Regions from separate parts of the Mus musculus genome. Here all the other regions are linked to region 5. A link is a contact called in public HiCAR-type and promoter capture Hi-C data. All regions are on one chromosome and are shown on one strand. Each heading gives the region's core, a stretch centred on a gene start, on an enhancer-like site or on the middle of the called end of the contact. The rest is flanking DNA. Distances are from core to core; before and after follow the strand shown. Region 1 holds the start of Pir (pirin). Region 2 holds the start of Prps2 (phosphoribosyl pyrophosphate synthetase 2). Region 3 holds the start of Fancb (Fanconi anemia, complementation group B). Region 4 has its middle 25 kb from the start of Tlr8. Region 5 holds the start of Gemin8 (gem nuclear organelle associated protein 8). Region 6 holds the start of Tmsb4x (thymosin, beta 4, X chromosome). Region 7 holds the start of Piga (phosphatidylinositol glycan anchor biosynthesis, class A).

Evidence for each region. Promoter capture Hi-C pulls out the DNA fragments that hold promoters and counts their contacts. HiCAR-type assays count read pairs that join an accessible place to other places. Capture Hi-C pulls out chosen DNA fragments and counts their contacts.
Region 1: a promoter capture Hi-C map of erythroid cells shows a contact between it and region 5, with 14 times the contacts expected there. The contact joins the promoter of Pir here to the promoter of Gemin8 in region 5.
Region 2: a contact with region 5 is called in a promoter capture Hi-C map of pre-B cells, with 5 times the contacts expected there. The contact joins the promoter of Prps2 here to the promoter of Gemin8 in region 5. A contact is called at or near these places in 7 of 39 promoter capture datasets (the 3T3-L1 cell line, 3T3-L1-derived adipocytes, the C10 cell line and 3 more), 5 of 484 Hi-C or Micro-C datasets (CD4 T cells, CD8 T cells, the G1E-ER4 cell line and 1 more), 1 of 115 datasets of contacts at active chromatin or transcription factors (large pre-B cells) and 2 of 9 other capture datasets (adipose tissue and liver).
Region 3: a HiCAR-type map of astrocytes shows a contact between it and region 5, with 4 times the contacts expected there. The contact joins the promoter of Fancb here to the promoter of Gemin8 in region 5. A contact is called at or near these places in 9 of 39 promoter capture datasets (the C10 cell line, HPC-7-derived erythroid cells, cranial neural crest and 5 more), 3 of 115 datasets of contacts at active chromatin or transcription factors (astrocytes, differentiating embryonic stem cells and stem cell-derived neural progenitor cells) and 3 of 9 other capture datasets (adipose tissue, embryonic stem cells and liver).
Region 4: a contact with region 5 is called in a promoter capture Hi-C map of second pharyngeal arch cranial neural crest. The contact joins the enhancer-like site here to the promoter of Gemin8 in region 5. A contact is called at or near these places in 13 of 39 promoter capture datasets (the 3T3-L1 cell line, cranial neural crest, embryonic stem cells and 8 more), 4 of 15 datasets of contacts at CTCF or cohesin (the NIH/3T3 cell line, embryonic stem cells, large pre-B cells and 1 more), 140 of 484 Hi-C or Micro-C datasets (3T3-L1-derived adipocytes, the AML12 cell line, the AtT-20 cell line and 77 more), 25 of 115 datasets of contacts at active chromatin or transcription factors (DN3 thymocytes, the NIH/3T3 cell line, T-cell acute lymphoblastic leukemia and 17 more) and 3 of 9 other capture datasets (adipose tissue, embryonic stem cells and liver).
Region 6: a contact with region 5 is called in a HiCAR-type map of astrocytes, with 7 times the contacts expected there. The contact joins the promoter of Tmsb4x here to the promoter of Gemin8 in region 5. A contact is called at or near these places in 10 of 39 promoter capture datasets (the C10 cell line, HPC-7-derived erythroid cells, cranial neural crest and 6 more), 5 of 484 Hi-C or Micro-C datasets (cardiomyocytes, embryonic fibroblasts, embryonic stem cells and 2 more), 21 of 115 datasets of contacts at active chromatin or transcription factors (T-cell acute lymphoblastic leukemia, astrocytes, bone marrow-derived dendritic cells and 17 more) and 2 of 9 other capture datasets (adipose tissue and liver).
Region 7: a contact with region 5 is called in a promoter capture Hi-C map of liver, with 3 times the contacts expected there. The contact joins the promoter of Piga here to the promoter of Gemin8 in region 5. A contact is called at or near these places in 5 of 39 promoter capture datasets (the 3T3-L1 cell line, cranial neural crest, hippocampal neurons and 2 more), 3 of 115 datasets of contacts at active chromatin or transcription factors (astrocytes, large pre-B cells and microglia) and 2 of 9 other capture datasets (adipose tissue and liver).

The regions. Positions count from the first base shown.
Region 1 is chrX:164,267,544-164,271,341 of GRCm38.p6, reverse strand. It overlaps Pir (pirin), which reads right to left and starts at 1,911. Exons shown (of 10, transcript NM_027153.3): 1 at 1,665-1,911.
Region 2 is chrX:167,381,349-167,385,068 of GRCm38.p6, reverse strand. Prps2 (phosphoribosyl pyrophosphate synthetase 2) reads left to right here and starts at 2,320. Exons shown (of 7, transcript NM_026662.5): 1 at 2,320-2,599. The coding sequence starts at 2,478.
Region 3 is chrX:164,978,575-164,982,415 of GRCm38.p6, reverse strand. Fancb (Fanconi anemia, complementation group B) reads right to left here and starts at 1,824. Exons shown (of 9, transcript NM_001146081.1): 1 at 1,606-1,824. Mospd2 (motile sperm domain containing 2) reads left to right here and starts at 2,041. Exons shown (of 15, transcript NM_029730.4): 1 at 2,041-2,201; 2 at 2,353-2,422. The coding sequence starts at 2,193.
Region 4 is chrX:167,237,078-167,241,050 of GRCm38.p6, reverse strand. No RefSeq gene overlaps it. Among named protein-coding and RNA genes, the nearest start is that of Tlr8, 25 kb to the left of the region's middle. Within about 2 kb of position 1,515, at least 4 of the 459 cell types and tissues checked have an H3K27ac peak or open chromatin away from gene starts, as enhancers often do. A contact at or near this core is called in embryonic limb bud and second pharyngeal arch cranial neural crest, where this site is marked.
Region 5 is chrX:166,168,154-166,171,762 of GRCm38.p6, reverse strand. It overlaps Gemin8 (gem nuclear organelle associated protein 8), which reads right to left and starts at 1,309. Exons shown (of 4, transcript NM_146238.4): 1 at 1,213-1,309.
Region 6 is chrX:167,207,353-167,211,108 of GRCm38.p6, reverse strand. It overlaps Tmsb4x (thymosin, beta 4, X chromosome), which reads left to right and starts at 1,891. Exons shown (of 3, transcript NM_021278.2): 1 at 1,891-2,003; 2 at 3,058-3,172; 3 at 3,574-3,756. The coding sequence starts at 3,073. The coding sequence ends at 3,608.
Region 7 is chrX:164,417,280-164,421,134 of GRCm38.p6, reverse strand. It overlaps Piga (phosphatidylinositol glycan anchor biosynthesis, class A), which reads right to left and starts at 1,355. Exons shown (of 6, transcript NM_011081.3): 1 at 1,295-1,355.

The DNA.
Region 1 (3,798 bases), core at 662-3,161, 1.9 Mb after region 5:
TCTTGTCCAAAAGTTCACAATAGCAACTCTTTGGAAGAACTCAGCAGGGATATCTAAAGAACATTTTCTACGCTTCCCTTCAGTGGCAGGCATACTTGACCTCCTCACACCGTGCACACACCCTTCAATGGCTACCCCACGACATGCGGTGGAAGATGGAAGTGGGAGCTCTTTTGGTGATACTGGAAGCAAATGGAAAACACTAGGGGTATGTGACTCTCACCAGAATATGATGATGCTGGCATGGAAGGAAATCTGCAAGGGCCACTGAATTCAAATACTCATCTATCTCTAAAGTCCGTGGCCATTTTTAAAAATTCATCTCTTAATAATATTAAGCATGTTTACAATGCGGGTTTTTTTAATCATAGCAACCCTTTGTTCCCCTTCCAACTCCTTTCAGACCCCTGCTCCACATCTCACTCCCAATGTAATCTTGTATTTTCCATAGCCTACTGAGACTAAGTGATGCCCATTCTTATACGAATGGGTGTTGGGTCATCTACTGAAGCATGGGCATCCTAATAGGGGTCAGTTCCTTAAAGAGAACTGACACTTCCTACCCCAGCAGCCTCCAACTGCCCAAGTTCCTCAGTTAGGGGTGGTACTTCGTGGAACCTTCTCCCATCTGTGTTGGTATTCTTACTGGCTGACTTAATTTTATGTAGATCTTGTGCAGGTAATTTTTTAGGCAAGAAATCTTTGAACTTCTTAATAAAGTCCTCTAAAGCACAGACAAACCATTTATGAAGTACCCCAGGCAATGGAACCGATGATTCAGGAACAACACATATACTACATTTATTATTCAAAAGTGTTCCATTATTGATTGAAGTCTAAGTCCTAACCAAGGAAATATCACACAACAAATACAATCACCCCCCCCCACACACACACACACACACACTTCTAACTTCAGGTGTTTGCAGACAAGTAATTCCAAGCCCCAGATCTGATCACCATATGAACTCTAACCAATCCTTCAAAGATTCCTTAAACTAAGAGAAGCACTTTAATAACAGGCAGATTCTGGAACTGGACACCTCAGATTTACATCTCAGTTTTGCCACATTCCAGGCTGCTTTCATTTGGGATGCTGTGTGTCTCAGCTTTTCCATCTATACAATGGGATTAAGAAGCGTCTGCCTCAAAGGATGTAAATAGGGCTGTAAGAAAGTGAGCTGCTGTTCTTTATAGGGACTCAACATAGAAGCACCCTTCAGTTTGTGAAGGCAGATCCTAAAACGGATCCTCTCTAGCAGGCAAACAACATGCATCTATTGGGCCATGAAATGTGGGAGACAGAAATGAACTTCTGAGTCCAGCCCCGTAATCATCCACACATAAGCGACTAGTAAGTAGTTTTGCCTCCACCTAATTTTTCTGGCTTCTTCCAGACTCCCACATTTAGGCCCTATACACAGGAACAAGGATAAAGCAGTTAACTAATTGCAGTGTGTTGCCAAGAGAAAAACCAAGCTATCATCTCAAATCGTGGTGGCTATTTAAGCATTTCCCTCCCTCAGCTCCCCTCCGAGCCCCAGTAGTGAGCTGGGAAAGACAGCATCATGAAAACTGGTCGGAGCATTCCTCCCACCCCCAACACACACACACACACATACACACACCACTCTCACGAGGGCTGAGTTCCCCAGGCCACTCACTGGGCAGTAGCGCAGGCCCAGGAGGGAGGCCACAGTCGGAGGTGCCTAGACTCCACAGCGGCAGGGACACAGCAAAGGGAGGACAGGTTTGCGGAGCGCCAGCCGTCAGTCAGCGTGACTCAGCGCTTTGTTGCGGGCCTCCAGAAGGCGGGAGTCTCTAGGTCTCAGGGGCCTTGGACCGGGGGACACACCCTTTATTTACCCTGGGTTTGGATTCTCTGACTCCGCCCCATGGCTCTCTGGATCTGCCTTTTGAAAGTCGGTCCAAAGAGTGATGCGCACCCCGGCCTCTTGGGGGCGCGCTGCCCGCCTCCCAGGAATGTATGGGACACTCAAGTGCTCTGCAGCCCCTTAGAATCTCTTGGAAAACCTGTCCTCACTCAAGTCATCTTGTCACCCAACGCTTCGTATGAGCAAGAATGTTTTCTAACCACTTGTCCCGTTTGGGGGAGTGACTCAGCCTCTCTATGCATTATCCCCAGTGAAATGAGCGTGGTAAAGCTGACAGGACCAAGACTGTAAGGCTGTAATGAGAATGAAATGAGCATGTCTCCGCATAGGTACTACACAGTTATCTCTCATAAATAAATACGCTTCTTGCTGTTTGCCAATGAGAATGGGGCAGAGGCAGAGCAGATGTAAGAACCAAAGAATCTCTGTTCCTGCTGAAAGAGAAGGCACACTCTAATAGGGAATCATAGAAGGGCTTGAGTTTTGTTGGGCTTCAAGAGCAGGCCTTAGAGAGTTAGCCTCAGGAGGTGAGGGTTTGTCCACAGCCAGGAAGCAATCTAGTTTTCCTAGGACTTTTAATCAGAAGACAGGCTACCATACGCAATGTTCTTTAGATACCCGGAAGTTCATTGTCTTTTCTTGGAAAAAGAGTGAAAGTGATGCCTCTTTAAAAAAAACAAAACAAAAACAAAACTACGAGCCTGGGAAACTGAAAAGGAATAAACAGTAAATGTCTTTTTACTTTCCAGCTCTGTGGGTCTTCCGTGGAGACTGCTCCCATTTGCTTTTGTAGCCAGAAACAGCCAGAGACAACGCCTGCTGAGTGTGGTGGCTGTGTTTTAATAAAAATTTGATTTTGGATAATGAAATTAGAATTCATAAGATTATGTTTTGAATTCGTACAATTCTCAGCTGTCATGAAAGTCTTCTTTTGACTTTATATTTCAGCTGGTTTTTGGGGGGCATGGTTCCCCATATCCCCGGCTGGTCTTACCTCCCTAGAGAGCCTAGGATAACCTTGAACTTCTGACTTTCCTTCCCACAGTTCCCAAGTGTTAGGGTTACAGTGAAGCATTCACCAGCGTGCCCAGTTTTACATGGTGCTGGAGACTGAACCCGGGGCTTTGTGTATTCTAGGCAAGCAATCTACCAACTGAGCTAGATCCCCAAGCTCTTCAACCTCAAGATGTGAAAAGGCATTCTTACCTTTCAGACTACAGATTTCTGCTGTAGAAGAATGGGGAAGTGGAAGAACAAAGACTTTTCCTTGGTGCTCAATTGGGCAGAACACACTAAAAATGGGAACAGTAGAGAGGAAAATATCATGGCCTTTGTACAAGGATGACATGCAAATTCATAAAGTTGCACTCTCCCCTCCCTGCCTCAATTCATGGCCACACTTGGGTGTATATAGTCTTTTCTTGAAATGGCTATCTGTCTTCCTTAATGCCGATACCCAAATCTATATTAAAACGCATTCACAATAAATTCTGTTTTTTAACTCTTTTCCCTGAGCTTTTCATATCAGTGGGGTTCAAACTGACTCTGCCTACCTTCAGCAATTCAAGACTAACAGATTATGCATGCAAACTTCAAACTGCTGTGGACTAATAAGGTATTGGTACTTCCCATCTGTAATTATTTCTGAAATAGTTTCCACATAAAACAGAAGTATGAACACCCTGGCTGGCACATTACAGACCATATAAATAAACTGTCTTGTATTTCCTCAACCAGTCCAACGTTCAACCAGGTGCTGGGGCTTGGACTGCAAGCTTTGCCTTCACACTCTTTCAACACAAAAGCCTGTGGATTCAGAGAGTTCAGCGCATCCAAACCTTCCCATTTTGAAGGCCTCTATCCATCTTCCCCAATCACCACCCACTCCTCCTGCCTTCAGATT
Region 2 (3,720 bases), core at 1,071-3,570, 1.2 Mb before region 5:
TAATCTTAGCTTCTAGAATCTCATCTATGAATTAACCTCCAGATTGGGTACTTTAACATAGTATTTTATGCTTCATCAGTTTTGTTATCAAAGAATCCTAGGCTCCCACACTGATCAGCAACTACTTGCCTCCTGATAAAAGTATGTATATATTTAAAGAAATGCAACAGTTGACAAATTTTGCCTATGAGACAAATATTTAAAGACAGAAAAAATTACAGTAAAATTGCTGATGATAAATTTTATTAAGGTGAGTTTAAGTATAGTTAATATAATTCAGTCAATAAAACTTTTAGACATATGTTTGGATATGAGTGTAAATCTCATCTCTATGATAATTTATTATGCAAATTTTATTATAAAATACAGTTATTTGCTACTGAACATGTGGGATGTTTTGAGAAATACGTAATAAGGTTAATTCATAATCATGTAAGCAATGTAGAGTGCACATAAATGAACCAAGACAGCGGAACATCATTAAGCATTATAATATTAATGGTGTGGTCTGTCATCTGAATCTTTATGCAGCATATACTGGGTGTAGCTTAAAACCCACTGTAGGTAGATTGTTGCTGCTGCAGTTGTTTTTGAGACAAAGTCTCACTATATAGTATAGGCTGGCCTGGGATTCTTGGTCCCCAAGCCTCAACCTCCCAAGTGATGAGATTAGTTATATCATCACCTTGGCTCTTTTAAGAAATACAATAGGATATGTACATCTCTGTCAGCAGAATGAAAAGGAACAGAAATGCAATGGGAGTAGCGCTTTGGAGAACCACTGGGGCAGTCAGTGGAGTTTCAAAGGAAACCCTTTCATAAATTCAATTTGCTTGGGTTTGAGGAACCTTAGGGGATTGGAGAGACACAGTTTCAACAGGCCAGCTAGCCTTCAACTGAAAGACCCGCCTGCCTCTGCCTCTGCCTCTGCCTCTGCCTCTGCCTCTGCCTCTGCCTCTGCCTCTGCCTCTGCCTCTGCCTCTGCCTCTGCCTCTGCCTCTGCCTCTGCCTCCAGAGTGCTGAGATTAAAGGCTGACACCTTTGCAGAGTTCAAGGAAGGGCCCAGAAGCAAATCCCCCAAAGATACGGTCAATCTAAATACTCTCCCAAACTCCAATCACACAAGAAGTGCCTTTAGAGTGGGCTACAATTCAAGGGCAAGTAGTCTTTGTTGTATATGGCAAGCCAAATTTCAGTAGACAGTGGTAGAGCCCAAGCAACTATCTGGCCAGGTTAATCTGTCTCTGAAAGCTTTTAAGAAATGTAAGTCAGGATCACTAGTGCTCCACTCGTCCAGGAGCTCAGGATGAATCTCCTTTCCTTAAGTGTGCTTTGTGCCCAGCGATTGGCGATTGGCTCTGACACTGCATTAGCTACTTCAGAAATGCTGAGGTGGGGGTTGAGGGCAGGGAAAGCAAAGGACTCTGGGAGAGGGGGGTTGGTTGCCGCAGCAGGGGTGGGGGTGGGGGGTGGGGGAGTCTGACTCTAGAGAATCCAAGGGACAGGAAGTTGTGAAGAGAGCCTGAGAGCCAGCCTATCTACATAAAAACGAGGACTCAGAAGGAATTGGTGAGAGGCAACTGACCACTTGAAAATACGCTTTCCTCTTGTGGCCAAGCTTAGGGGTCAAATGGTGGCTGTCATCAATGACTCCTTTACAGAGCAACACACATTTAGGAGCTAGACGGTAACATGTTCAGGTTTTGTGGACCAAGAAGCAAAAGACAAGAAAGAATGTGGGCATTTATATAATAAGAAAAAAAAAAAAAACCAAAATTTTCAGCTTTTGTTGAAAAAACTGGAAAACAAAATATTTGAGCTAATTTTGTAAAATATACATCTAAATTAAATGACAGAGAAAGAGAATTCTTGTTGGTGAGAAACCCTTTTCTTAGTCCATCTTCAAACGTAGTCTATATCACCACTTCAAGTGCAAACATGCTTCACTCCCGTGTGCAAATACAAACCGATGTGTGGGTCTGGCCTATGTAGACACGGTGTGCACTTGAAGCCCAGGTATCACCTCTGGGTTCTGAGCTTCCGGGTTGAAAGGCTGCTCCTGGCTGTGAGGCACCACATGGCCCTTTCCTGCAATGGCTCACTGTGCCCACTTTATCTGGTTGGTTGACCTCCCCATTTAAAGGCAAGTCAGGAAGTCCTATGTGGAGCCTGGAGCTCCCCTACGGAGCAACTGTACTTGGGTGCTTCGGGACCACCCAGAGCTTCAAACCCAGATGCCCAGCCTGCGTGGGCAGAAGCAGCCTCCCAGCACCCTCCAGCGACTCTTCAGCTGCTCCTCCTCCCTCTGGCTCCTCCCCCGGCCCTCCCCTCCCCTAGATCCTGCTGCTGCGTTTTCCCGCTTCACCAGCAGCCCAGGCCACCGCAGCAGCAGCAGCAACAGCCGCAGCAACGGTAGCAGTAGTCTGCATCGCAGTCCCTTTCTCCTTCTCCAGCGCGCTCCTCAGTCCCCGGTCACCATGCCTAACATCGTGCTCTTCAGCGGCAGTTCTCACCAGGACCTGTCGCAGCGCGTGGCCGATCGCCTGGGCCTGGAGCTGGGCAAGGTGGTCACCAAGAAGTTTAGCAACCAGGAGACCAGGTGGGAGCCTCGCTGGGGCTGAGGCAGGGGCCAAAGCATGCCCAGGCCAGCTCCGCGGGCGTCATGCTCTCCCTTCCGGGGCGGGACGGCAACAACGCGGCTGCAGAGCCAGGGCGGCTGCGCCAGGGGAGAAAGAAGTTCAGCAAGGGACCCCCAACCCCCACCCCCAACCCGGGTCACCCTGGAGTCTCTACGCGTATCCTCTGGCTGTTAACCTTCTGGTGGCTGGGCCTCCAATACCCGGACATCGGCGACCTGTCGACCCTTGGGCACCCCAGGCCCCTCTTTTGCACCGGCTCGCCTGGTGTCTTCAGTCCGGAAGGACAAAATCGGGGCAGTTACAGAGCGTCTGGGAGAGTGGGCGCAGTCTGTGGGCATCACTTCGGTGCCGGGAATGGTGGGGGCGGGGAGACATCGGTGGATCCGCCCGCCCCAGTTTCCAACTCTCTGCCAGACAGAAACCCAGAATCCTGCATGGTTGAAAAGGCTCTGCACGGGTCCTGGGCACTGGGTTTATCCCAGGGAAACTTTCGAATGCCACTTCCAGCCGCTGGCGATCAGAGTACTGCCAGCTGCTCAGGTGACTCTCCAGAGCAGCAGGCTGGCCAAGCGCTGCCTTATCCAGAAAGGTGGGTTTGTGCGGGAGTTAGGCAGAGCGTGGGAAAGCGAGACGCACGTGTTGAGCGCTCGCACCCTTCCTTTAAACTTTGTTGCATCTATCATTGCGAATAGCTTCTTTGTGTTTGTGGAGCTTAGCTGCGCACAGCAACAAGACCCCAGTTTGTTCAAAATTCCACCGGTTTCTCACATTAGCAAAAGGTGCCACCAGGCAGGCGGAAGCTCTCCTCAGCTTAGACTAGGGATTCCTTGTCCTACTTGCCCAAAGCCAATTTCTTTTCCCGAATTCTATTTAGCACAGTTAACCAACTATACAGTGCACAGTGACAGATAACCGTTCTATATTTAGTAGCGCACGAATTCATTCCGCAAGTTTTACAGAAAAAAAAAAAGTCATTCTCCGTATTTACAAAAGTTAACTTAGAAACGGATTGTAGACACAAACGTCAAAACTAAAACTGAAATTTCCAGAAGGAAGCACAAAATCTTGATGATGGAATGAA
Region 3 (3,841 bases), core at 575-3,074, 1.2 Mb after region 5:
AGAGAGAGAGACTGAAGAGAACAGATACAGAACAAAACAAATGTTGTTAGAAACTTATTTATCACAAGCTAGCTAATAGATCTTAGATGTTCTCTTTAAAGTACCTTCTGTCAGAGAACTGGGGAAAAGTGCTTAGCTGTGAATGCCTGAACAAGTGGGAGGAGCAGAGTTCACTAGGGAAAAAAACAAACAAACAAACAAACAAACAAACGAAAAAAGAAAACAACCCTGATACAGTGATGTGCCCTGCAATCAGTGCATTCCTTTCTTGAGATGGGAGACCCTCCTGAAAGCCCACAGGAATTATAAAGCTGCAATATGCAAAGCAGCAGCAGAAACTAGAAAGACTGCCTCAGCAGAGTAGAAGGTAAGAACAACTCCAGAAAACTATCCTGTGACATTCATCTGTGTACCACGCCCGCGAGAGCACGCACACACACACTCGAGCACCCCCCACACACACACATGGGTATAATGAACAAGTAATTTATGAAACAGATGACTACAGATTTTAACCCAGCAATGAACTGAACTGTGTTTCTTTGGCAACTGCATTTCCAACCTGACCCCATATGAAACAATACTACAACCGGGAAATATATACTGCACTCCTATTTGCAACATAAAAATTAAGAACTTGAATGATTACCATTAAGAAAATAAACAGATGGAATATCACACTACAGTTAAAAGGAATGTAATCCTTACCATGATGGTTGACTTTTAGTAAAGAATATGGGTATCAAAGTAGGGAAGTGGGAGTCTAGGGGAGCTCGGAGTTACTCAAATATTTTTATGAAAGTTTTCAAACAAACTTTAAACAATGTGTTCAAATTTTCCCATAAAAACAAATATTGAAAACGCTTTGGGAAAAGATGTTAACTGCCTTTTTAAGGTCAACCAGCTACAGACTAGGTAAAACGTGGGTTGTCCTTTTTGGCAGAGGGGCAGGGCTGCTGAGGCTGGAACTTGAGGTCTCCAGCATGTGCTGGACCTGTGATCGACATCCCCAGTGCCTGGGAAAACGTTTTCTCTAATTGCCAGTACAAGTAGTCTTCAGTGTTGGTCAGTTTTTAAGAAAGGCAGCATTGTTATGTTCAACTAAGCCACCAAAGCTAATAGTTTGTTGTAGTACTTTATAAATCTAAGCTTTCACCAGTCTCGGCAATGTTTGCATTTCACCCTGGATAAGTATTGCGACCTGTCCTGCAAGCTTGGCAGCATCGTTGGCTTCTCCCCATTAGAAATCAGCTACACTCCCATTCTAGAGCGGTGACACCCACAAATGTCACTTACATGGCAGGAACAAGAGTCTACCCCCACCTCGTTAAGAACAAGTAACTCAAAATAACATCTTTCCTTTTAACTTTCTATAACCACTTAACTCAGAGTTCAAAGACGGTTGCCTTGTGAGCGTCTCCCAGTCCACAACTGTGGTGGTTATACCTGTAACCAGGATCAGAGAGACTGACACAGAAAACTCATGTCTGAGAAGGGAGGCCAACCTAGGCTACAGACCAAGTTGCCAGCACTATAAAGCCAGACACCACAGCCAAAAGAAAAGAACCTTAACAGAAATAATCGCCGAATATAGCGAATACTCACAATGCAAGTTATCTGCGAGCGGTCAGGAGAAAACCAAACCAAACCAAAACCAGTTCTCCAAGGCTGCCAAATTGCCACGTTCCAGTTGCACCAAAGGACTCCAAACCTCCCGCCCGCGCATTGCACGCTGGGACAACCGGCCCAATAGTTGCCTGAACAACTCAGGCGGCAAAGCCTGCAGGAGGTGGTAGCCAGAGGGGACCTGGGAGGGGCGGAGCCTCCGAGGGCTGGAAGCAAATGGCCAGCTGAGCTGTAGGGGCTGAGCTTCAGGGAAAAGCATCAGAGTGCTCCAGGCTACTTGGGGCGGGACACCGGTGCCAGGAGGTCGTCGGAAGGCGGGGTTTCTCCTTTAGAGAAGCAAGTGGGAGCCCAGCAGAGCACTTATTCCCGCCTCTACCCCGGACAACACTATGGGATTGGACAGTGTGGAGGCACTTCCTTCTACGTTCCGGTGTCACGCGACCCCCTCCCCCCCTCCCTCCCTTCTTGATCTACCTTTGGGCTGGGCTGGCTGGTGATGAGACACTTGGCTGCAGGCTGTGGAAGGAGCGACGGGTACAACCACAATAGGTTCCGCGACTGTGACCATGGCCGAGGTGAGCAGCACCTCATCGCTGCCTGGGCCGTGAGCCTGGAAGACAGCTTCCAGGCCCAGGGCCCGTGCGCTCCGGTGCAGGTGAGCTGTGTTGGGAGTGATCTGGGTAAGGACCGAGAGCATCTTAAGGTTTTGTTGTGTCTCCTATCCAGAATAACGCTCAGAATAAAGCCAAGCTAATCTCAGAGACCCGGCGGAGATTCGAAGCTGAGTATGTGACAGGTAAGCATGCTTTCTGTGACTTAAAGTGGGGTGTGCAGTGAGCATATCCAACTTTTACTGGTGTGTTTGTGGGTGTTTTGACGGGAGATGTTAAGAGACCTTTCCAACCTTCACTGGAAAGATGCTGTACATGTTTCAAAGGTTTTGCCATACTGTGTGCGCTGCTTTACTTGGGCAGATGGTGGGCTTCCTTTAAACGGTTAGTGAAAGTTAGAAATCAAAATGCCTAGCATCTCCTTATATCCATGGGCCTCACAGGCTATGAACATATTGGCCAATGACATAGGTGACACTGTTCAGTTCATGGCTCCTTCGCTGGCCTTTCACCAGAAAACGAACCTGGAAACTGCCATTGTACTGTTGCCATATAGTTTGTACATAATTTGGTAATCCAGTTCCTTTTATTTTGCTTAATTCCGCTTCTTAAAACCAAAAGTGCTACGCACAAGTTCTCGCTCCACACTGTACTTAAAAGTTTCTGTAAGTGCAGAACTGGTTTATTGGTTGAATAATCTGGTCACTGTCATAGAATCTTGTCAAGTACTTAATCTGCTGACTTAGTGCTTGTACATTGTTTTTAAACATTTGGAATAAGTTGCCTTGATTGATACTAATGTAGCCCCCTTCCACAAAATAGCTTACTTCCATGTTCCGAGTTCCTGTTTCCATATCTATGAAATGCAAGTAAGGTTAAGAATTAAGTGAAGAAACGTGTATCAGACCATCAAGTGTGGAACTAAATCCAGTAGGTGGTCAATTTAGATTTTGCCTCAGTCATTGGTTACCATGGAAAGAACTAAACTGTTGTATTTTGATTGTAGTGCTTGGCAGAAGAGTCATACACCTTTATACTGTTCTGTGCTATATATCAGTTCATGACCTAGAACAAATAACTAAGTCCATTCCAAGTAGCCTGGCCCGTAAATCTTTTCATGCCTCCTGGCCAATTTTCTTCATGTACCAAACTTTGTACCAGAGAGTTGCAAAAGCACTCTATTAACTTTTAGCACAGAGATCTTATTCATGTCTATTATCATCTCTGGTTACAGTAAAGAAGTACTTCTAAAATAACTTTCTATAGGAGTATACTTCATCGCTATGTGGTTTATAGTAAGTTGAGATATAACTCATAACTAATGAATTGGCCATTCTACAATCATCATTTACTTATGCTCAAGGAAACAAGCAGAAAATAGATGAATTATGCAATCTCCAAGGTCTTAAAAGGTCACCGTGATGCCACTGTCTCATCTTTAAATGAGGGAAGTGATGTGTAGTACGATTAAGCAATTTGCTCAGAATCTCGGGTGTTAGAGTCTTAGCTTGGCTTGCTATTCAAGCCTTTTGGATTTCAACTTTAGTAATCTTTCAGCAACGTTGTGATGTCAAATTAGATCATGTCATTCCCCAGCTTGAAAC
Region 4 (3,973 bases), core at 266-2,765, 1.1 Mb before region 5:
CTCCTCCTCCTCCCTATTCCTCCCTCCACCCCTCTTTACCCATCCCCATTCCGTCCTCCTTCATTTCTCCTCACAAAAGGGCAGGGCTCCCAGCCGTATCAACCAAACATGACATATCAAGTTGGAGTAAGACTACACACTTTCTGCCTTAACCTTCCTTTCGTATTATGGCTGGATGAGGCAACCTAGTAAGAGGAAAGTGTCCCAAACACAGGCTAAAGAGTCAAAATACAGCCCCTGCTCCCACTATTAGGAGTCCCACATGAAGACCAAGCTACACCACCATATATGCAGATGGTCTTGCTCAGGCTCCCTGGTTAGTGGTTCAGTCTCTGTGAGCCCCTGTGAGCCCAGGTTCGTTGACTCCATGAGTTTTCTTATGATGTTCTTGACTTCTCCAGCTCTCCAATCCTTCCTCCCTTTCTTTTGCAGGATTTCACATCTTCTTTGACCACTGTATTAATTTCATCTATCGTTATCTTCTGCACCTGAGATCCTCTCTTCTATCTCTTGTATTCTGTTGGTGATGCTTGAGTCTGAATCAGAAAATGATAGCCTACCACTGCAGCTGTATTATATTTAGTAAAAAAAAAAAAAAAATCAACCACAGATCCTACCAGCTCCAGGCTTTGAGATTATAACTACATCATTTCCTCCTTACTTACTGGCTTGCTTCTCCTGCCTTGCTCAGCTTGCTTTCCTATAGAACCCAGAACCACCAGCCCAGGGATGCCCCCACCCACAATGGGCCCTCCCACCTTGATCACTAATTGAGAAAATGCCTTACAGTTGTATTTCACGGAGGCATTTCCTCAATTGAAGCTCCTTTCTCTGTGATAACTCCAGCTTGTGTCAAGTTGACACACAAAACCAGCCAGTACAACAAGCAACACATGCTTTAAACCACTGAGCCATCTCTCTACCCCCTCAAAGTGTATACTTTTCAAAAATATAAAGCATTTCATTAAAGAAATACACCCTGAGGTATTTTCCCGGTGTTTTACTGCTGAACATTTGGATTGCTTCCAATATTTTGCCATTGGAAGTAATCATATAATAACTATGTCTTTGTGTTTATATGCACATTTTGATAAAATAAAGTAAGATTAGAACAATGATTTGCAAAGGATCGTCTGAAGCACTGGTCTGTGAACTGAGTATGCATGTTCTATCCTTGGGGGTGGAGGGGTGGGGTTTCAGCTGCAGATATTGGGTTCTCACGGCTCTTCTAGGCATTACTCTAACAGGGACTCCCACTGGTAGCTCCAGCTCTGCATCAGGTTTCCTCGTGGTCTCCCAAGCAGTGAACAAGATCCTTTGTAACCTAAGAAGGGGCTGCCACGCCTCCATGGCTCTAGTATTATACACACCTGCAGAGTGAGTACCACATGGGCATTGCTAGGGCTAATTGCTTGTGATGGTTGAATTGCGTGATGGTGAATTGAGTGATGGTTGAATTGCGTTTGAACCCACTTGAACCACAGCTGAAAACAAGCGAGCAGAGGCCAAGGTGGTCCTGGGCAGTGAGCCTATTCTGCCCTTTAAGGCTTGCCCTTTAATGTTGCTGGGATGGGAGGGGCGACCTTAATATTCTCTGAAATGCCTTCGTTCTGATGCAGAGCACCTGGCTTTATTTATGCTGATCTCTATAACTAGCCAGTTGCTTGCAAATACTCTTAACAGAACATTTCATTCTTTTACATGTACTGGCTGCAAATTTCCCATTTTATGCTCTATTTATGTCTTAATTATAATGTTATTTACATAGTATGTCAGTCCTTTACCCACTCACCTTACCATAAATGGCTGTATTAGTTACTTTTCTCTTTGCTGTGACTAAATCACTAACAAGAAACAGCTTAGAGGAGGGGGGACTTGCACTGCATTCTAAAACCATCAAAAGGGATAAAATTAAAATAGCTTAGGTAAGTTTTAGTCATTACCTTAAACCAGTCATAAGAAACTATTCCTTAAACCATTCATTCTCAGGGTGCTGGAGAAATGGCTCAGAGGTTAAGAACACTGACTGCTCTTCCAGAGGTCATCAGTTCAGTTTCCAGCAACCACATGGTGGCTCACAACCATCTGTAATAGGCTTCGATGCCTTCTTCTGGTGTGTCTGAAGACAGCAACAGTGTACTCACATATATAAAATGAATACATAAATAAATAAATAATTTTTTTAAAAAGAAATCAAGGTTTTAAGATACACACTTAGGATGCTCTGAGAACTCCTGGTTCAGCAATATGTTTAGGTCTTCATTGTCAATACCCTTGAACTTAAAGCCATAACATCATCCACTAATTCCATGAATACCAGAGAAAGTCCCAAAGCATTCTCTTTAACTCTGACCTTGAGATAAAAGAAAAGGGGATTGAGAAACCCTCAAAATGTACTTAGCAATCCACTGTCTCCCTCCTTATTCTCAGTGGCCAGAAGGTTGATTGTGTCTAGGCACTATAGAATGTCAACAGACTTGGATGCTATAATGTCGATCCCACAAGGCTCAGCATCTGGGCAAGAATTACAAGCATTCTTATCTGACTCTTGGGCAAATGCTAGAAGTAAAAGAAAAAAGAAAGAACTTGTAAAAGCACCCTTTCACGTGCTCAGACTTGCATTGAAAGTCACCTTGAGAAGTGATGCAGGTAATTATTAAGCTTTATTTAGCCTCCTGCTTTGTATTGGCTACATGTACAATTTGGAACAGATAACTAGAAATGGACATAGATTGTCTAACCCAGTATACTTAGTAGGCCCCTGCCCTTCAAACCTGTCAGAGTTCTACTGAATACAGCATTTAAAAGCTTAAATTTGAGATTCTTAAAATGATAGAGACTCCCACATCCCAGCAGTGACACCCTCAAGGTCTCCAAGAAGATACGGACACAAGAAGAAAGGGTTCCACATGGACTGTAGTATGATAACTACTGAGAAACCATTGAAAAATACTGCTCCATTGCCTTGCCTGATGCTGAGGCCTGTCCTGAACTGTGGACAAACAGGGACACTGGAAATGCCTTGAGTTAAGACAAAGCAAGGTCGGTCTTCCAAGTTCCTCATCTACAGGAAGGCTTCTCAGATTGGCCAGGCCTGGGAACCGAAGTTTCAGTCTACCCTGGAGCCTGTGTCCCCAATGAAGCCATCAACATCACAGGAACCTAGTGAAGTGACTAAGTGATGGGTAAGTCTGTCATTTTAATGGGCACATAGGCCATTTAGATTATGATATATCCTTATCAGATCTCTGAGAGGGTTTGAAGCCAGTGATCAACAAACTGTGTCTCATGGTAGTAATTGGATAGGAAAAGTTTATGTCAGGTCTGAGGATATGAAGGCTTCTAAGAAAGTATTTGAAAATCTAGGAAGGTCTTTTGAGGTTGGAAAATACAAGTTGTGGAGGATTTATCTTTTTTTTTGTTTGTTTGTTTTCCAAAACAGAGTTTCTCTGTATAGCCCTGGCTGTCTTTTTGTAAACTTAAAAAAGACTCTTGTAAGCTAGAGGAAATCCACTCAAATCCATTTCCCACTGTCAAATAGACTCAAGATAAGCACTGTCAATTATCAGCCTTTGTCCCTCCCCACCTGCCCATTCCTGACAGTGGGATCTGTTTCTCTTTCCCTGGTCCTGGAATCCCCAAGCCTCCTACTACTACCAAGACCGTGGGCCTAAGAGTTTTGAATGTACACCCAAGAAAGTTTTTCTCCCTAAACTTTATCTTCTGTCCCTAACACCCAGGTGTTCTCTCAGCATCTGCATCCAAGAAAGTTCCAAAACAGTCATTCACAGGTGCTCTGGCCCAGCCTTACAGACCGCTTTAATAGGACCTAAACATTCCTACTCGGAGAAAATCCCACAACCTGAATAGTGATGAAACAACCAGCAATTCCTGGATTGGCTGACATTCAGCTTTTTGTCCACACCCCATAACAATGGCATCCCAATGTCAGCGAGAAGTAATCATAGATGAT
Region 5 (3,609 bases), core at 60-2,559:
TGGCCTTAAATGTTACAGTCTGCATCTGATTGTCCAAGTGCTTTATGAGTGGATTTCCCAACATAAAGAAGTAATTCTGAGAGTTCTATAGTGTGCTTGAGAACTCTTATCTAACCTCTAGCTATGTTTAATTTCCTGCCATCCTTCTTATCTTAACTTCTCCTTAAACGCTGGACTTGAAGAAACACCAATAAGCCTCTGCCATCTGTAAAACAGTTTCACGATGGAAACGCCTGCCTCTCTGCAACTTGGGTTGATTTTTCCCCCCAGCCCAGCAGTCAACAGAAGGGATCATACACTTTACTGTGAACTTGCACGTGTTAGATTTACCCAAAGCATATACACATGGTTTCTCTTTCCACTGCCATCCCAAAGACACTGTTATCTTGACGAATCATGCTAGCATAAATTGTACTTTCAAACAGTATCACAATCTCACAATTCATAGAGGCTTTGTGTCTGTAACTTTTAGTCTTAAGATTTTGAGTAATGTTCTGGCTTTTAGTTAAAAAACAACAACAAAACAAAAACCAACAAACAACCCCCCCCAAGCAAATAAAAACCCCAACAACAGTGGAGTCCAGAGCCTAATTTGTGCAACGAGTTTGTAACAATCATTTCAGAAAAAAAAAGGGAAAATGGTTCAGAACTCTGGCTACCCACAGCAACTGTCAAATGTTCTTAAGATAACATCAACTAAGAATTCTGACCTACAGAACTCAAAAGTTGCAAGGGGGGCGGGGGAGAAACTCAGGTTTTTGTTGTTTTGTTTTTGTAAATGAGCCAGTAGCTTAGACATCTCTGCAGAAACGTGTCCTGACAGACTTCCTGCAACATTGTGATCCACAGCACGTTTGAATTACACTGTGAGTTAAAACAAAACAAAACAAACAAAAACCCCAAACCTTCCCATGCTTGAGCCTCACTTCTCAAGATCTGAACTGGAATAGTCTGAGGTGGGGGCCTGGGAACAGAATTCTCAGCAGGCACCCAAGGATTAGGAAGCACATAGGGCTTGAGAGCATAAATTAGAACTAGTTTTAACAGTCTGTCAGGGGTTGGGACTCTCACGGGTCTAGGCAACCTCCTCGTGCTGCCGGGTGATGGTAATTAAAGCCACAGCATGAGCGCCAAGCCAGTACTCCAAGCTTCAGGAGTCCGCCACGCTATTCCCTTACTCCCCAAAAGCAACCCATCAGCCCCCGAAGTCACCTCGTGGGCACGCAGCTGGCAGATCTCGGGCGGTGGGCAACAACGGACCTAGCTCTGGTGGTGGGGAGGAGGAAGGGGCGGGAGAAGTGGGGGAGTGACACAAGGAGAGCGGGAGGCTCGGGTTGCCTGGGCAACAAGGAGCTCGCTTCCGGTACGGGGCTTGAAAGACGGAAGTCCCGCCTTATCCGTGACGTAACGTCGTGTCAGTGGCTACACAGAGTCAAGGGCGGCACAGGAAGCGAATTCGTTTGTTTGGGCGGTCCCGGCAGCTAGCTATTGGGCACTAGGGGATCAGAACTGAATTGCACCCTCAGCTTTCGGTTATTATTATTATTATTTCTTCTTTAGCTTTTACTTTCTTTTCACTTTCTTAACTAAAATGGAAGGTGAGAAATTGTTTTGAAAATACAGATTCACTCAGATCTGTGTCAGCTTGACATTTATGAACCTTAATTTGTACCTAGTGTTTCTGTCATTATAATCGTCAGCAGTACATGCCCTTCTAGAGTTGCACAAGAGTCCTTAGTAACCAAAGATGAACTACTAGAAGGCCAAGTGGGCTTATTTGGCAAAATGTGCCATATTTTGCAGGAATTTATTACTAGGAAAACCAGATTTGGACCAGATGCATGGTTATTCCAAAAAGTGAAAATAGGAAACAATTTAAATGCCAAAGGCTAAGATAATTAGGCAATGTCAGTAGTGGGACATTATTACCTTATCATTCCTGTAATATTGGTGAATCAAAGTAGTATAAAAGAATATTTAGCAAACATATACCAGATGTCTACTATATGCTAAGTATCTGCAGTGTCTTGTAGCTTCAAGGCACACGTGATTTTGAGGTACTTAAATGTGAGAATTTTCGATGTGCTTAACTAAATTCCACAGTACATTTTAAAGAGTTAATATTGAAAAAAAAATACGTGAACTGTCTAGTTGTTGTTGACACTGTCTCACTTTCAGCTGGGTCGAAGGTCATCATCTTGCCCTGGCTGGTTTGAATTCCCAGAGATCCACCGGTCTCTTGACTGTTGGGATTACAGGCACGCGTATCAACAAGCCTGCCTTAACTAACTCACATTTTAAGCAATCTTAACCTGGCAGTGGTGTAGCTTCATTGATAGAATGTTTGTCCAGCATGAATGATGCGCTGGATCATTCCTTTATAACATCTCACATCTGGGCATATTGGCGCATCTGTAATCCTAGAATTCTGGGCATGGAAGCAAGGTTGTTGTGGCTACACAGTGAATCTGAGGTCAACCTGGGATGCATGAAGCTGTTTGAGGAAAAAAAAAATCCTTGCCTTAGGGAAGGAGAATTTACCTTAAATGAAGAGTAAAATGAATTCCATGTACATATTTTAATATTTATGTACATATTTTAATAATATGTACATATTTATTAATCTGTTCAATAGAACATGAAATTATATATGTGGCATAAATTATAATTCTAAAGGAGAGTAATATTTTACTTAGTGAATATACACTGGTAAACACAGTTTTTTTACTTCACAAAATTGACAATTGGTTGGGTAGAGATCATAGACAGTCAATGCAAGTGTAATTATGTTTTTCATTTGTTTGTTTAGAAAGAGTCTCATGTAGCCCGTGCAGAACTCCTATTTCCCAGGTGCGAGAATATTCATTACCATACCTGACATATTGTAGTAAATTTATATGATGAATATATTGCAGAAAGGGACAACACACACACACACACACACACACACACACACACACACACACAGGCAGTTAACTTTAGGCAAGAAACGAGAAAGGGCTGTGTGTGTTTGTAGGACTGTGACTATCTTCTGGGAAGCAGGCAAGTCATTTGGAGCCTGTGGGAAGAAGAGCAGGAAAGAAAAGAGAGTGATATGAGAAAGCGGTCACATACTTGCAGAAAAGGCAGAACATGATGGGCTTATAGAAAATGTATTTCAAATGGAGCAGTTCTGGAAATACCAAGTGTCTGCATGCACATACACAGAGTCTGTGTGTATGTTATATTGCTAGCTAGAATATTACTAGTGCTTTGGCTCCTCTTGTGCAGATCCAGATAAGCCATTCAGAGTGGTGAGAAGTGGGTTTCGTTCTCACAGTTGTGAGTGTGGGAAGCCCAGAGGAATATGGCAACTCCATGGGATGAGAAACTTGCCCTCTACCTGTCTTTTAACTTTACCCATCTTGCCTTCCTGTTTCTGAGAGCTTAGTCCAAGTTGACTTATCATGGCACCTTCCCCCAGCCCCTTCCCCCCTACCCCAGCTCAGTGGGAGGATAAAAGGGAAACCTCTTTGCATGCCTCTTCCTCCCAGATAGAGTTTCGAGACATTAATCATATTTGAGGCTGAATTGTTCTGTGTTCTGAGGGCTGCCCTGCTAAGATAAGAT
Region 6 (3,756 bases), core at 642-3,141, 1.0 Mb before region 5:
CACCACTTGTCCACTTTACAGAGAAGAGTTAAGAGAAGAATGATCGACAGGAGGACCCGGACACTTTTAAGACAAACCCTCTTATTTGCATTTCATTTTATCCGGATCACCCTTTCTTTTCTATTTTTCTGCCCAGTGGGCAAGGGAAGCCCGTTTACAGAGGACTCAGTTCCCAGGGCAAGTTGCTTCCTCTCTTACAGGCTGCCTGCTCTTTTTCAGTCAGCAGCTAAAATAATCTGCCTGCTACGCTGTTACGAAAGTAGAAAATTCTAGATGTTTACAGATTCCACTCTTCAGTCTCCTCTGGCCGCATAACTTCTGTAAGGGCTAATCTTTCCTAAGGCAAACAGGCAACCAGGGTCAAGGCGATAGCATTCCTTTGTCATAGGAAGACACGTACACGGTGACAGCTGAGTGAAGGAAGGGACACTGGAATCCAATGACCCACCGAAATGGTGTCAGTGTAACTGCAGCTGCCAAGCAGAAGTCAGAAATGCACCCTGCAAGATGTGTTCTGTGTTTCAACAATGCAGTGAACTCCCTCCAAGTGGACATGGGGAGAGAGAGGATGTGTTACCAGAGAAGTGACATCTAATGCGCGCTCAAACAGGTCTAGGGCCCCATCCAAAGGGCAGAAAGGCAGTCTCCCAAGTAGAGCATTAACTGGGGAACCACATGGGTCACCTGCTCCTCCCTACCCCCATCTCCTTCCTCCCAAGTAAAAGGGAAGTAGATGAAGAAATGGGGAAGTCCAAGCTGCTCCAGCAGCGGCAGTTTAGGGTCCCTAATAACACTTGACATTACCAGAGAGGCAAAGCCTCTGCCATAAAAATGCTTAGCAAAGGCTTTCTGGAAACATCCCTCCAGGGCACAGAAAAGGAGAAGGAATGTTTTATAGTTCTCTGTGTCTCAGATATAATCCCAGCGATGCCCTTTTAAAAATATCCTACGGAGCTACCTCCAACCACCTGCCACTTGCAGGCACAAGCTTGGTATCTGTAATTACTTTTTAGTAGCAAGTGGGTCCCTGCGACTTACGGACTCAGGTGCCATTTTGAAACCGGCACATCTCTACCTGAATCGTCCACATGTGTTGCAGGGAAAACCTTCCCTTCAAAAGCTAGTTCGCGCTTCAGCTTCAATCCTCAGATAATAGAGCTGATGGACTTGTGGTCTTTGGGAATCCTTGGCTCCCATTAGCAATCACTTTTAATTGATGAAAATAAGAAAAGGAAAATGAACTTCCTTATTGTCAGTCAGTAACAGAAGTTGACTTTGACTTAATTTTGAAGGGGCCGGCTGTGTTCTCTCTGAAGCCCCCTTACACCTAGCAAATGTTAGGCACTTGACTCGATTGCTCACGGAAATTATAGCAAACAATACAAATGCTGCGGCGCTAAAACTTTTCTTTTAAAAATCCACTCAAGGATCCTTTATCGCCCTCTCAAATCAAGGGGGAGACAAGCGAGGGAGACAAAGAGGGCCGGGTGGGGCTGTCCACTGGTCTGAAAGCTGAGTCATTGGAATCAGACCCCAGCAGCTCTTGTATGAGGGACACCTCACCCTATCTTGGGGGCGTTGGCTGCAGACAAAGCCGGTTTCAAAGTAAAGAAAAGCCTGTCCCCTTAGGTGCCACTCAGGCCATTAGTTATCACGCATTGAACCTTAAGAACAGGTTTGGGCGGCTGCTGCAAAAGTTCATGATAATAAAATAGACGTCAAATGGGGGGGAAAGCATTTTGAAGGCGTTTGTTCCTTTTCTAGTTCCGCCATCGATGTGGTTCAAAGGCGCTGGTGAATGGGGATGTGGGGGTTGGGAGGGGGTCTGACAGCCTCCGAACGCCCTTCCGGAGATGCGGCGCGAAGGAGTTAAGCCGGACTACGAGTGACATCACCTCATTTGCATAGAAGCACACATAAAGCGGCGTTCGCCGCGCCCCTCCCGACAATCCGCAGCGGCTTCTGAGCAGATCAGACTCTCCTCGTTCGCGCAGCTCGCTCGGGTGAGCCCCAGGGCCCCTTCCTTCTGTCCTTCCCTGCCTGTCCAGCGCAGGCACTTGCCCCTCATCCTCCTCGTCCTTAAAGCCAAGTCCAAGGCATGGTAGTTTCGGGGAATTGGGGGGGGGGGATGCTAAACTCTTCCAGATGCCGAGTAACGGGAAGGGGAACTTGATTAAGAAAGAGAAAACCCCATAAAATTGGGCATTCTGTTGCGCAGCTTAGAGGGGAATTGTTTTTTTTTTCTCCTCGACCCTCTCTCCGAAATATTTTCCCTTGCCTAGCTAGCTGTAATTAATCAGAATTAGAAAGATCCTTTGTTCAAACGCTCTGTGCTCCCCTTAATCGCCTAATGGCTTCGAGGGCTGTTATCTGTGGCGGGTTTAACCTTCCCGGCCTTTAGCGTGAAAATTCGGAAGCCCTTGCAGACGAATGTATGCAAAGGCCGTCAAAAGGCCCCTGTATGCAGATCAAGATGCTTTTGCGAGAAGTGGGGAGGCAGTTTTGTGTGCCAAGGCAGCATTGTTGGACTAGAGAGAGGAGAGGAAGCGAGTAGGGCGGTGGTCGGCAGCTGGCGGCGTCAGCTCCCCCGCCTTTGTGAGGAGGAGAAAGCTGGACCGCCTGGCATCTTTTGGAGAGCAAGCCCTTCTAGAAAACGGAGATGCGTATTGCGACCTTGGCTCCTTTTTAAGAGATTTTACTAGACTTTCCCCCACTTAAACTGGAAATGGCTTCGATCTATCCAGACTTTAATTTTTTCAAAGCTGCAATGTTAACATTCCGCAATGGTGAATTTTATTATACGGGAATACTCACCTTTGACTATTTCCACCTTCGTTCTTTGAATCTTCCCTTTGGGAATATTAAGGGGGAAGATTTTTTTCCTATAGAAAGAGGAAGATCTTTAGAGAGGACTCGACAAGGAAAGCACACAGAGGGAGAGGCAGTAGGATTTCAGGCTTTGGGCTTTCCGGCGGGGTGGGGGTGTGCTTTTGGAACTGGGAGAGGCGAGGGTGGGTGGCTCTTTCTTAGCTCTGGTCTTGGCTTTTGTACCTGCAGCTCCTTCCAGCAACCATGTCTGACAAACCCGATATGGCTGAGATCGAGAAATTCGATAAGTCGAAGTTGAAGAAAACAGAAACGCAAGAGAAAAATCCTCTGCCTTCAAAAGAAAGTAAGCTGTTCGCCCCCACCCATTTTCAGAACGGGCTGGGCGGGAGCAGAGCAGAGCGGGGAGCAGCGGCCGGGAGGAGGAAGGGAGGGGCAGCAGGGAGGATGGGGGGGGGGGCTGCGGGGGAGGAGTCGACAGTTTGATGATGATGAATATGGCCTGCAAAGGTTAATTAAAAACTGTTTTGCAGTCAACAAGCGCCGGGCTCTAGTGATTTAATAATGGAATATTTCATATTCCATATTGTGCATATACATTTATTGGGTAACTGTACTTCTGTTTAGCATGTCTTGCTTAGCGAGGCTGCTATGTGTCTTTCTAGAATTTTTATAGGGTTTTTAAATGGAAATCATGTCATTTTATAGAATGCTCTAAGTCTCCTTTTTTTTTTCTTTTCTTCACAGCAATTGAACAAGAGAAGCAAGCTGGCGAATCGTAATGAGGCGAGCGCCGCCAATATGCACTGTACATTCCACGAGCATTGCCTTCTTATTTTACTTCTTTTAGCTGTTTAACTTTGTAAGATGCAAAGAGGTTGGATCAAGTTTAAATGACTGTGCTGCCCCTTTCACATCAAAGAATCAGAA
Region 7 (3,855 bases), core at 106-2,605, 1.8 Mb after region 5:
AAGCCTTTCCCCTGAGCACCCTTTCAGTGTAGACCCTGAAAGGAAATGGAACAGGACACAGGCTTTACATGTGGGCTCTTTCCTACATCTAAGGCTAAGAAAAGTTCCCTTTAGGAGTTCCCTAAAGTGATGCTCATATGAAGTGCTCATTCAATACTCTGTTCTATAGATGCTTAGACTTTTAATGCCACAGCTTTAGAGATCTGGCAAAAATCCGCCTTAGTTGAGATCTACAAGTCTACAAAGAACTCAATGGAGGATTACTATCCTAACTCTCTGAGTTTCAGCTCTCACCTGCAACTACATGTGTCCATTTTCTCCCACAAATTCACCTACATTTAAAATCGTCTCAGAAATTCAGAGGGAGGAGGCAGGAAAGAAAGGAGCACGTGCTTGGGAGACAGAGAATTGAGGGTTCTAGGGCAGGGTAAGACAGCTACATGGGGGCACCCGGACACATAAACTGGAAAAAAAGAGGAGGGAAGACCAAATTTACAACCAGTAAGTAAACAAATAATGGAAGCAAGAAAATATGAAGTTTGCAAAAGGGGAAAGCAAAGCCTCAAGTGGCTAATGCTGTGCTACTGTCATGTGTCATCTAAACCTGGTCCTTTAGTCCTATCCCGTTTTAAGAAGTGAATGATAAGAACAGAAATAATGAACCAAATGAAAGTATGTGAAAATACTCACTGAATCTTGGCTTCTATAAGTGAATAGAGGCTGTAAAATCTGGTCAATTCTCTCTCCAGCCCTACATGCTAAGCGATCTGTACAACTTCCCTACCCAAGCCATGTAAATGACAAAGTCAAGAAGTCCTCAAAATTCTCAATCGTGCCCAGGGAACTCCCTTATTAGTAGAAGCTTCTGAGGATCCTTAGAGGGGGCTCGGACAGGGCTGAGAAATCAAGAGAAGTATACTTTAATCCAGTCCCAAGGCAGTGCACACGCACTCCCTGAGAGGCAGCTCGGGTGTACTAGAGCCAAAGAGGATCAGCCCGGGTCCACCAGCCAGCACCCCAGGATGAGACAAGATCCGGCCAGACCCAAAGGGACTCGGAAAAACGTCCTAAGATTCCAGTCACTCGCTCTACTAAACTCAGTCTAAGAACCAGTTCCAACCCTCAAGGCACCCTCAATCCCCATTTGATTACGGAGACCCACGGACCCGACTTCCGGGCCTCAGATAGAGTAGGCTTCACCTCCTCCACAGCCTGCCACGGTCCTGTGAGAACGGCACAACCCCATCCAGAGAGACCGAGAACGTTAGAAAGGACAGCCAAGACGCGTACTTACCCTCCAGTCCCATGGCCGCCACTGTCCGGACCTCCCGCGGCAGTTAACAGAATCCCGCCCCGCTGCTCCAAAGCACCAATCAGAAGCGTCCGCGATCCGAGCGCCGCGCCCCCATGATAACCAATCACACAGAGGTTCTGAATTACGTAGAAGAGAGACGCCCAGTCGGGCCCAAGTCTCTAGCGCGGGATTGTAGCGTCAGCGAGCGCAGGAGCACGTCTCCTAAGAGCTGCGGAAGGTCCCGGGCGTAAGTGCCCTGGTTGCTTAGTTACTGCGTCTCTTTTCAGGAAGCCCGGTCTCTCCCCGCCTCCTTCCGGTTAGAGAGACCAGGCGGGGCCGGGCCGGGCCGGGGGCTGGGGGGAGGAGCGGGAATGCGGGGAGGGCGGGGATAAGAGGAAGGGCAGGGTAGGGGGCGGGGAAATCAAGGCCAGGGCGTTTCTAGTCAGTATGGTACCACAGCCAAACCAACCACATCCATTCTTGTTATTCTGGCAGGATTGCTAAATGTGATGCATAAAAGTACAAAAATAAAGAAAAATCACAGCAAGTCAAAACTAAACTCTGAACTTTGAATCTTAGATCTACATATCTGTGCGTGTCCTAAAGACTGAGGACTTTCCTTTTAAAAGTTCAGATTTTGTTTTTGTCTTACAACTCTATGGGGGGGGGGGGGTGTCAGGGAATCTTAGGTATAACCTGAAACGCTCCCGCTCAAGCTGCTGCAGTCCTCAGCCAAAACTGTCTTGCGGTCTGGAGCCAGATTGTGCTTGGCCAAGAAGACAGAATCTCTCGATTGTTGTAATAGTCACCTGCTCTTTATAGTTGGTACCTGCAGATTCCCCAGCATGGCCATTCCTGCATTTTCTAGAATAAATTGTTTTCTAAGCAACAACACCATCACCATGACTGGCATCCACTTGAAGCTTGTGGTAAAGTTAAGGGTATTTTCTAAAACAAAACAAAAAGTTGTGCCAGGTGTGGTGGCGCACGCCTTTAATCCCAGCACTTGGGAGGCAGAGGCAGGCAGATTTTTGAGTTCGAGGCCAGCCTGGTCTACAGAATGAGTTCCAGGGCAGCCAGGGCTACACAGAGAACCTGTCTGGAAAAACAAAACAAAACAAAAAAGTTGTAGCAGATTTGAACTGTAGTATTCTGCCTGAACGACCACAAAGCATGCCTTCAAAGACTCTCAACCAGTGTGTCAGGACCCCTTTGAGGTATCCTGTATAGGAGGTATTTACATGACGATTCATAATAGTAGCAAAATTACAGTTATGAAGTAGCAAAGAAAATAATTTTATGGTTGTGGGTCATCACACCACAGCATTAGGAAGGTTAAGAAACACTGCTTTAGAGAACGTTCTTGGAAGCCACTAGAATTTGACTAAAATATTGCTGTGCTGGATATTCTGATGATAAGGTATGAAGGCAGCCAATGCCAGTTGTACTATCAAATAGTCTAAAAAGAAAAGATGTCAAATAAAGTAGTCAGCATCTTCCCTTGAAATTTAGTTCTTTGCAAATTCATATGTAAATAAGCTTCCTTGGATAATTTTAGAGTGGGAGGCACCTCACACATGTAGTGAAAGCTGGCTGGCTATCTATATGCAAAGTACACAAAGAGAAAACTTGGCAAGAGTACTATTTCCAAACCAAAATGAAACTGAAGCATATGGAACTGTCTATGAGAAAAGGAATTGCTAAGGGAAATATGTGGGAAAAGGCTGGGAGCTTCAGAGAAAAAAGTATTTCTATCTACCAACATTTATGAAACAAGAAGTAGGGGGTGTCCATAAAAGTTGAGAACAAGATCCTTTCAAGAAAAAAAAAGTGAATAAAGATACAGAGGCAGATGCTGACTGTTCAAAAGATATTTTTGTGCAATTATACAAGAAAGAGGTAGGGAAGAGATTTAGCCAGAATACTGGCATTGTCAGTAAGAGTTAGAGCAAACTGGTCGAATGCTTAAGAAAAATTGCTGAAGAAAATGTACTTGATGCTGACCCAGATTTCCAGCAAAGATGACATTTTTCAATCATTATTTTGTGACACTCTTCCTTGTTCTGCTTCAAATCGAAAATTTCAGATATAATATAAATGAGAGAGGTAGAACCAAAGAGACGCAGAATCAAAATTGCAAATTGTTAATCAAGATGAAAAGCTACCTAGGCCCTAGACAAATCTCGAGTGGAAGTAAAACATGGACCAGGGATTAGCTCCTACGGAATAATAAATACTGGCAGAATCCATGTGTGGCTAGGGACAGGAACTAGCTTTGTGAGAAATTTTTACATTGGTGGCCTTCAATAAATGACCCATCAACTGATAACCTGTATTTAATCCCTCCCACATTGAGTCTGGGGCTTGACCATGTGGCTTGCTTCACTAATGATACCCTGAGCAAACGAGATGCAGCAAATGCTTCGTAAATGTTTATGCACTGGGCCATGCCCTGTTGTAGCCTTTCCTCTTAAGAGCTTATGGTTATTTGTGTGAAGAAGCCTAGGCAGGATGTTAAATGAGAACAGCCACATGGAGAAAGACTTGGAAGAATGAGACTC